2 separate regions of the Sus scrofa genome follow, and region 2 is linked to region 1. Evidence: chromatin contacts called from public HiChIP or PLAC-seq data. All regions are on one chromosome and are shown on one strand. Each heading gives the region's core, a stretch centred on a gene start, on an enhancer-like site or on the middle of the called end of the contact. The rest is flanking DNA. Distances are from core to core; before and after follow the strand shown.

Region 1 (4,491 bases), core at 820-3,319:
CCCCTGGCCTGGGAATCTTCATATGCCTCAGGGGAGGCCCTAAAAAGCCGGACAAAAAAGAGAAAGAAGTGACCAGAGGCACCCATATTGAGGGGAGCAAGGTTTGGCTTCTGCTTTAGAAGGCGTGTCAAAGGATTTACGAACCTAACTTAAATGCGCTTTTACCCTGACTTCTGTGATGCTTCGGTCCTGGAAGTTTTCCCCACCACACTGTGATTCTAAGACGGCAAGAGTCATACATTCTTTCCTCACCACTGTGTTCCCAAAACAGAGCCCCTCCCACGCAGCCCCGACACCCTGAACATCAATCGCAGCCCCCCTCAGGCTTTGCAGGGACCGCTGAGGGTCTCCGTGCTCTCCCTGGAACACTTAGAGATGTATTTTGAAAAAACATATGCTTCTGCATCGTGAGCACATCCATAATTTTACCCACAGGATAGGATATGACAAGTCCCTTCACTGGGAAGCAGTAATGAGTGGCTACTGTTTGCAACACCTGCGCCCCTGCAGGCAGAAGTCTTCCCTAAGAAACCTGTAGCTGCCCAGCTACCGTCAGCTGCTTTCACACTTGTCTGTATTTTTTTCTTATTCACTCATTGCCACCAATAGCACATTCTAGAACAACAGGGCAGGCAGTGCCCAAATCATCTATGAAAACAGCAGATAAACCTAGAAATTAGGAGGATAATGAGGACGGCCAGGAGAAATTACCTTGTCTTTGTGAAGCGGGTTTACAGGCTACCTCTCACTTTACAGGTGGGGAAGCCAAGGCCCAGAGGCCAAGCAGTGCCCAAAGTTACAAGGCTGAAAGAAGAGGAGGATTCAGAACCTGTGCTCGGCACCCAAAACCCCGGTTCTTTTCTCTTTTTTCTTCTTTAAGGGCTGCACCGGCAGCACATGGAGGTTCCCAGGCCAGGGGTCCAATCGGAGCTACAGATGCCAGCCTTCACCACAGCCACAGCAAGGCCAGATCCGAGCCGGGTCTACGACCTACACCACAGCTTATGGCAACGCCGCATCGTTAACCCCTGAGTGAGGCCAGGGATCGAACCTGCGTCCTCATGGATACCAGTCGGGTTCGTTTCGCGGCGCCACAACCGGAACACCTCTTTTTTTTTCCCTTTCAACTGTGGTAAAACATACACAACATTCCATTAACCATTTTGGCCACTTTTCAGTGTAGAGTTCGGGGCAGTAAGTACATTCACAGTGTCGTGCATGCGCCACCACCATCCACCTTCTCGAAATCAAACTTGGTCCCCGTGAAATTCCAACTCCCCATTCCCCATCGCAGCAGCCATCGTCTTCTTTCATAAAATGATTAATGGGCGGTGGCCCTCACCCCCGGCAACAAGCAAAACACAAGATGCGAATTGAGATTACCTTCCAGACGAAGCAAACCTAACCCAGAGGCGCCGCACACCCGCACCTCCGGAGACCCGGCCTGCGGCCGCGCGGGCCACACCGGCCACGCCCTCTTGCCCGCCCACAAAGCCGGCCCCGCCCACTAGCCGCCCCGATCCAGGCCCCGCCCCGAGTCCGGCTCCGCCCCGCCCCACGCTCCAGCGGCTGACCCCGCCCCGCTCCCGAGACCCGCGCTCTTTAGCGCGTCTGGGGGCGGAGCCCCGAGCGGGCCGAACCACCGTGATCCCCAGAATGGGGGTCGACGGAGTTACAGCCACCGCGGTGGGCTTGGGAGTGATTTAAACATCTCTCACTCATTTTTTTGGTATTGCGCCAGGCAGTCGTCCCTCTAGTAGCTTTGGCCATCTATGGCTCGCTAAGAATTCCTGTTATATTTTGGAATCGTCCGTTCTTTTCCCCGTCAGTAGACGAGTCTAAAAACCGACGTGGGGGGGACTTAGTAATTGAAATAGTTGGTGAAAGGCTAAGATATCCCAAACAAAATATCCTGCAAATTTTTAAGTTTTATTTAATATTAATTTTAACGTCAATTGTTATTTCATGCACATCTGCGTGCTGGAATGATTTCTGGTACCTCCCTGCGGCGTCACAAATAGTTTAGTCCTTCACCGTAAGGCCCGACGGGAGGAGGAAGGGAGTGGTTGCCATGTTGGACGGGACCATCTGCTACTTTACATGGGGTAGTTTCGTTCCCAAACAGTTTGTGGACTGAACAGAGCAGGGGCGGTGATTGGAGCTGAGCACGCACTTATCACGGGAGCGCTATCGTAATCCCTAGTGGACACATTTATACCCGGTGAGCTCCTCTAGACGCGCGGGGCGGCATCGGGGCGTGGGCGCTCCCCCCATCCCTGCGAGTGCCCCACCGCTCGCACATGGCCCGGCGGTAGGCGCGCGGTGCGGCCTGGGAGAGTCGGAAGCGCGGCGAGCCCGGGCGAGGCGGCACCGGAGGGCCATGCAGGACGCGGAGAACGTGGCGGCGCCCGAGGCGTCCGAGCAGCGGGCCGAGCCCGGACAGCAAGAGCCGACCGCAGAGGCGCCTCCGAGGGAGGAGCCAGCGCGACCAGCCGCACTGGAGGGTGCGGGCGGCGAGGACCCGGAGGCCGGGCCGGGGCCTGATGTGCCGGCCGAGCCTTTGGCCGACGGGGAGCAAAAGACGGACGCGACCCCCGGCGCCTCCCCGCCGCCTTCCGAGGAGCCCCCAACCCTGGCCGCAGGCGAGACGGGGCAGGCGCGGGACGCGGCGGCCGAGGCCGGCTCCGAGGGGGCGGGTGGGGAGCCCGGCGGCGCGGCGGAGGACGGTGGCGCGGACGAGCCCTCCTTCAGCGACCCCGAGGACTTCGTGGACGACGTGAGCGAGGAAGGTGAGGCGGCGGGGCGGGTCTGCGCCCAGATTCCCGATCCCCGATGCTCGGGAGCGGTGCCTGTCCTGCGCCTGTCGCCCAGAGCGCCTGGATCTCCGTTTTTTCTCAAAAGCAGAGGGGTGCAGGGTGGAGACAACTCCGCGAACCAGCCTCTGATGCTACAGCCAGGAGTTTGGAGGGTAATGAGAGCACACGGCGTGTACGCAGGAGCCGTGGCCCTGTGTGCACCTGTGTGGTTTTAGGGTCCAGCCGAGCAGGACACTCCACGTGCCGTAGGTTCTCGGTTGACAGCTCTCTGTCTGCGGTCCGGGTGCCCCGAGTGGCCAGCCAGACCTATCAAAGGCCTGAAATTGACCCAGTGCCGACACTTGAGGGGTGGGTGGACGCTGTCCCTCGGGAGTGGGAGGAACAGGGCGGCAAAGTTGGTCTCCTCTGCTCCTACTGTGCCACCGGAGCCTCTGCCCGCAGAGAGCTGCTCAGTAGGACGGTGTCAGCCTGACTGCTGGATTCCCAAGCCTGTAGGCCTAGCACCAGTCACCCTTCTTTCGGCAAATACTTTTTTCTCAGGTTGTAGTCCTGATCACAGCTTTCTTTGACTTGTTTTCTGCCCTGGCTCGACTTACAGCCATTATTTCTGCTCTCTGCCTGTGAGAGCCGGTCTCCAAAAGCTGTGATGTTGGCTGATCTCATTTGTTTTTGTTTATGTTTGTTTCCAGCCATTTAACTCTCCTGGTGGGACACTGCAGTGGGTTCCTCCAGTGAAGTGAGAAAATGTATAAAACACCATTGAGGTCGCCAGTGTAAATGAGAAAGCTAAGACATTACCATGTAAAGATTGATTTTTTTGAGATGTGTGTGATCAAGCTGGTATTGAGTCAGAAGCATAAAGAATAGCACCTAAGGTGAAAAAGTTTAGAGAACCAACAGAGTTATTGGACTCTGAAACATGATTTTGTATATTTTTAACATTTTTATCAAACGCTTTTATTTTTCCCCCAATTTTATTAAGATATATTTGATGTACACCTCTGCGTACATTTGAAGTATACAGGATCATGATTTGACTTATTTGAGGCATAATTTTAAAAGGCTATCTGTTGTTGTCACTGTTTTTTTAATTTGTTTTGGGTTTTTTTTTGCTTTTTAGGGGCGCACCCGTGGTATACGGACGTACCCAGGCTAGGGGTACAACTGGAGATGCAGCTGCCAGCCACTGCCGCAGCCCAGCGACACAGGATACAAGCCCTGTCTGTGACCGCCACCACTGCTCACAGCAGTGCCAGATCATTAACCCACTGAGCAAGTCCAGGGGTTGAACTCAAGAGTCCTCATGGGTACCAGTCAGGTTCATTACTGCTGAGCCACAGCAGGAACTCCTTTCGTTGTTGTGGTTTTTTTGTTGTTGTTGTTTATTTGCTTGCTTGTTTTTTAGGGCCACACCCTCGGCTTATGGAGGTTCCCAGGCTAGAGGTCCCATCGGAGGTAGCCGCCAGCTATGCCACAGCCACAGCAATGCAGCATCCGAGCCGGTCTGCAGCCTACACCACAGCTCACGGCAAGGCCGGATCCTTAGCCCACTGAATGAGGCCTTGGATGGAACTTACAGCCTCATGGTTCCTGGTCTGACCCGTTTCTGCTGCGCCACGATGGGAACTCCCGTCTTTTATTTTATGAGACATTTCAGCCTGAAAAGCAGGAAGGG
Region 2 (4,324 bases), core at 439-2,938, 180 kb after region 1:
ACTCCTGGCGTCTGCTTCCCCAAGACCCCGCCCCCTCCATGGTCACTCCCCAAACCTTGGCCACCCCGTGGCAGCAGAGGGCCACTCTGCCTGCACCTGCTGTTATCCAGCTCACTCCCTCCGATTTCCTGAGTCCGCTGGGCCCCTGGTCCCCTACCCCTGGAGGGCTTGTCCCCCCCGCTGCCTGAAACCCCAGGGTCTGGTCACCCGCTGCAAGTCACCGTCACCTCCCTTGGCCTCTCTCACCTCCACACCTTCTGTAGTCTCTGACCTGCTGCTTTCAGCCTGCTGCCCACTCACCACCCACACCTGGGCGGCTGGAGGGCCTGCCTCCCCGCCTGGTGAGTCTCACCTGTGCCAGACCAAGCGTCGCGGGGGCCTCTGGGCAGACCCACCATCTCTGCCCCCCACCCCCGCTCTCCCACAGCACCCCACTTCCTCTCTGCTTCAGAGACCTGCCACCCCAGCCCCCGTTTGAATTGTTCTTCTCTGAAGGCGTCCAGGTCACCAAATGGCCGGTCATTTCCTAGTCCTCGTGGAACCCGGCCATCAGCAGCATCCGCTGGGGTCCCTCATCCCACGACACTGTCACAGCTCCCAGGACACCCACTGTCCTGGGCTTCCTCTGGCCTCCCTGGTCACCCCTCCACCTCTTAAATGCCAGATTGGAGGCCCCCAGCCCGGTCCTTGGCCCTGCCATCTCCTCGTCCACACTCACTCGCTGGGAGATGTCACCCAGGCTTGTGGCTTTCAACACAGGTCCAAGCCAGACTCCACCCGACAGTCTCCACCCAGTGCTCTCCCAGAATCCCAGACGCGTTCATCCCGCCACCTCTCCTGTCGGCTGCACCCCACAGGCCTACAAGGCCTTGTGCTCGCCTGGCTACAAGACTGAAGGAAGCCTGGAGTCAGCGACACATACGGCAGTGGTTTAATGGATGGGGGAGCTTACATGTCTGCAGCAACGTCCTGGAGCGACGAACCACCGCGGGCGTGGGCAGGACAGGGCAGTGGCAGTGCTCTGCTCCAGAGAGGAAGGGGAGCCTGCCAGTCATAGGCGGAATTGACTTCAGGTTAGCGCGCTAGTTAGCAGAGAAACCAGCAAGGCACGCCCCTCACAGCCCGCTGATAAAAACAATCAGCAGCTGGGGCCTGCGCAGGTCTGCAGGTAGGTCAGTCCTGAGCGCGGGTACAGGTGAAGCAGGTACAGGTCGGGCAGCGGATGTAGAGAGAGCAAGAGAACAGCCATCTTGAGTGGCCTGACCATACATCTCCAAACCTTCCCTGGGTTATTTCACGAACACCTCGGGCTCCACATCTCCAACACTGGACCTTCCCCAATCCTGTGTCTTTGTGACAATACCTCCCCGTCAACTGCTCAACCCAAAGCCCCTGCCTACACGCAGTCTGCCAGGAAGTCCTGCTGGTGTCACTTTCCCAAGCCCAGTCCCTTTTCACTGGCCTGGGCCACCCTCGGCTCTCACCTGCATCACTTCTGCCCTTGCTCCTGTCTTGACTCAGCAGGCAGGGCCATCCTTTAAAGTGAGTGTTAGGTCACTTCAGTCTGCTCAGACCCTCCGTGGCCTAACCCTGAGTCAAGGTCAAAGTCCTTACAAGGCCTACAAGCCCTTGGCAGTCCCCACCCGCTGCTTCATTTCTTTTTCTTTTTTTTTTTTTGTCTTTTTGCTATTTCTTGGGCCGCTCCCGCGGCATATGGAGGTTCCCAGGCTAGGGGTCCAATCGGAGCTGTAGCCACCAGCCTACGCCAGAGCCACAGCAACGCAGGATCCGAGCCGCGTCTGCAACCTACACCACAGCTCATGGTAACGCTGGATTGTTAACCCACTGAGCAAGGGCAGGGATCGAACCCGCAACCTCATGGTTCCTAGTCGGATTCGTTAACCACTGCGCCACGACGGGAACTCCCGCTGCTTCATTTCTAACCACTCTCCCCTTGATGCTTCCGCTCCGGTCACCTTCACCTCCCTGCTTGGACATGCTGGGCGTGTAGCTGCCTCAGGGCCTTTGCTCACTCTGCCTGGAATGCTTTTCTCAGATAGTCTCCAGATCTTCCCACAGTACGCAGAATAATGGCCCCCAAAGATGTCCAAGGGCTAATCCCTGGGATCTATGACTTTGTCGCCTTAGGGGGCAAAAGGATTTTGCAGGTCTGAGAAAATTAAGGCTCTCAAGATGGGAAGAACATCCTGGATGATCTAGGTAGGCCCGATGCTCAGAGAGGTCCTTTAAAGAGGGAGGCAGGGAGTTCCCGTCGTGGCGCAGTGGTTAACGAATCCGACTGGGAACCATGAGGTTTCGGGTTCCATCCCTGCCCTTGCTCAGTGGGTTAAGGATCTAGCGTTGCTGTGAGCTGTGGTGAAGGTTGCAGACACAGCTCGGATCCCCCCATTGCTGTGGCTCTGGCGTAGGCCAGTGGCTACAGCTCCGATTCGACCCCTAGCCTGGGAACCTCCATATGCCGTGGGAGTGGCCCAAGAAATGGCAAAAAAGACCGGAAAAAACAAAACAAAACAAAACAAAAAAACCAGTTAAAAAAAAGAGGGAGGCAGGAGGGCCAGGGTCAGAACAAAAATGACCTAAAGGTGCTGCGTTGCTGGCCAGGAGGATGCAGGAAGGGGCCGTTAGCCAAGGAGTGTGGCAGCCTCGAGAGGCAGGACGCCACTGTGCCTGCCCTGATATGCAGGCAGGAAGCTGGGGCCTCAGAGGGCCAGGGTCTTTGCCTCTTGGCCCCTGGCTCTCATTCCAAGCCTGGGGCTCGCTCGCCTTTTTTGGCTCCTAGGCCCAAAGGTCCCCAGTTCACTCTCTTCCCCCCATGGCACCACGGCAGCACAGAGCCCCAAACGTCTCCACCCCTGGGTGCTCAGCGTCTCCCCTTCAGAGCTTACGTATCCTGGGCCCCCTTCCTCAGAAGCCAGTCAAATCTGAACCACTGGGCCAGGCTGCTGGCGTGTGCCCAGTGCCCCTGCAATGCCACGGGAGCCTGGTTGTCCTCAGCGGGGACTCACAGCCCCCTCCCCACCTGTGCACCCCGCATGGGAGAACATGCCTCCTCCAACTCGCCGCCTTCAGGTCTCCCTGGGTGGTGAGTGGTAGGCCTCCCCCTCCCTAGGGTGATGTGCTGGGTTCCGTGGCCTCGGACAACACAGCCCCTTCCCGACGGGAACACCTGGGAGCGCCGGCCTGGGCTCCAGCGCAGATCCCTATACGGGCTCCGGGGAGGCCCGTCGCGGGGGTGGGGGTGGAGGTACCCCTGCAAGGACGAGGAGGTACCGCAGTGGGGGCTCGGGGATGCCCATTCTCCCATTTGGCCTCTCTGCCCCCTCTCCTGGGCCAGGTCTGTCACCTCTCCTGGTGGCTGGAGAAAGGAACCCTCCGCACCGCAAGCCGCATCTCGTTAGGTCTCTTCGGCGCAAGCGCAGGCTGCACACCGGGCTTTTACGACGCCGCGGAGACCGTCGCTCCGCGCGCCTGCCGCCCGCCCCGCCCTCCCGCGAGACCCCGCCCACCGGGGCCGACCCCGCCCACCGGGGCCGACCCGGCCCTAGTGGCTCCCGGCACGTGGCCGCCCTGCCCACAGACTTGGGTGGGAGCCAAAACAATTCAGTGAAAAAGGCCTGTTCTTTAAAATTTGTTTATTTTAAAACATGAGACCCAGGCTGAATAGAAACCACAGAAATTACATTGACGAGATTTTTAGTATCTGCCAAGAAAAATAAAGGCCCCAGAGAAATAAAAATCAAACCCCAAACCCAGTTTAAAAAGAAAGAAAAAAAAAAAAAACAAAACCAAAAAACTCCCCCCAAAACAGAAACACAGCGACAGCACATACAGCCATGGCCCTAGAGAGGTTGGAGAATGCCTAGCGGTTCAGGCCTCAGTTCCCCGGTCTGGACGCTGAATCACGTTGGAGGGGAGGGTGCAAGGGCCAGGAGGGGAACCCGTGGGGGGGGGGTTGGTCTTAACAAAATTACTCGGAGAGATATATCATATTAAACAAATATAAAGTGGGGTGGCACACAACCATTATGGTTAAAGAAAAAAATCCCACACAAGAGGCCCTGGTCGCCGCCCGGCACAGCAGTTGGGGCTGCCACCCACGCACCCCTCCCGGGTGGGAGGGGGCTCTGGGGTAGGGGGGAAGGAACGGTGGAGATCGGTCTGGAATTGCATAGTGAGATGGGGTGGGCGTGGAGGGGGACATAGGGTCAGGGGAGCCTAGGGGGACGCGCACCCGCGCTGCAACTCCTCCTGTCCGCCTAGCCCGGCAGGGGGTCCCGGGGCCTCTCCCTCCCATCCACGTGGT

The links. HiChIP or PLAC-seq counts read pairs in DNA pulled down with a chosen protein or histone mark.
Region 2: an H3K27ac HiChIP or PLAC-seq map of alveolar macrophages shows a contact between it and region 1. The contact joins the promoter of LOC110259834 here to the promoter of EIF3B in region 1. A contact is called at or near these places in 1 of 47 Hi-C or Micro-C datasets (epiblast stem cells) and 1 of 2 datasets of contacts at active chromatin or transcription factors (alveolar macrophages).

The regions. Positions count from the first base shown.
Region 1 is chr3:1,643,393-1,647,883 of Sscrofa11.1, forward strand. EIF3B (a long non-coding RNA gene) reads left to right here and starts at 2,070. Exons shown (of 19, transcript XR_002342196.1): 1 at 2,070-2,789.
Region 2 is chr3:1,822,648-1,826,971 of Sscrofa11.1, forward strand. It overlaps LOC110259834 (proline-rich protein 36-like), which reads right to left and starts at 1,689. Exons shown (of 2, transcript XM_021086002.1): 1 at 1,485-1,689; 2 at 1-1,179. It overlaps TTYH3 (protein tweety homolog 3), which reads right to left. Exons shown (of 14, transcript XM_021085989.1): 14 at 3,637-4,324.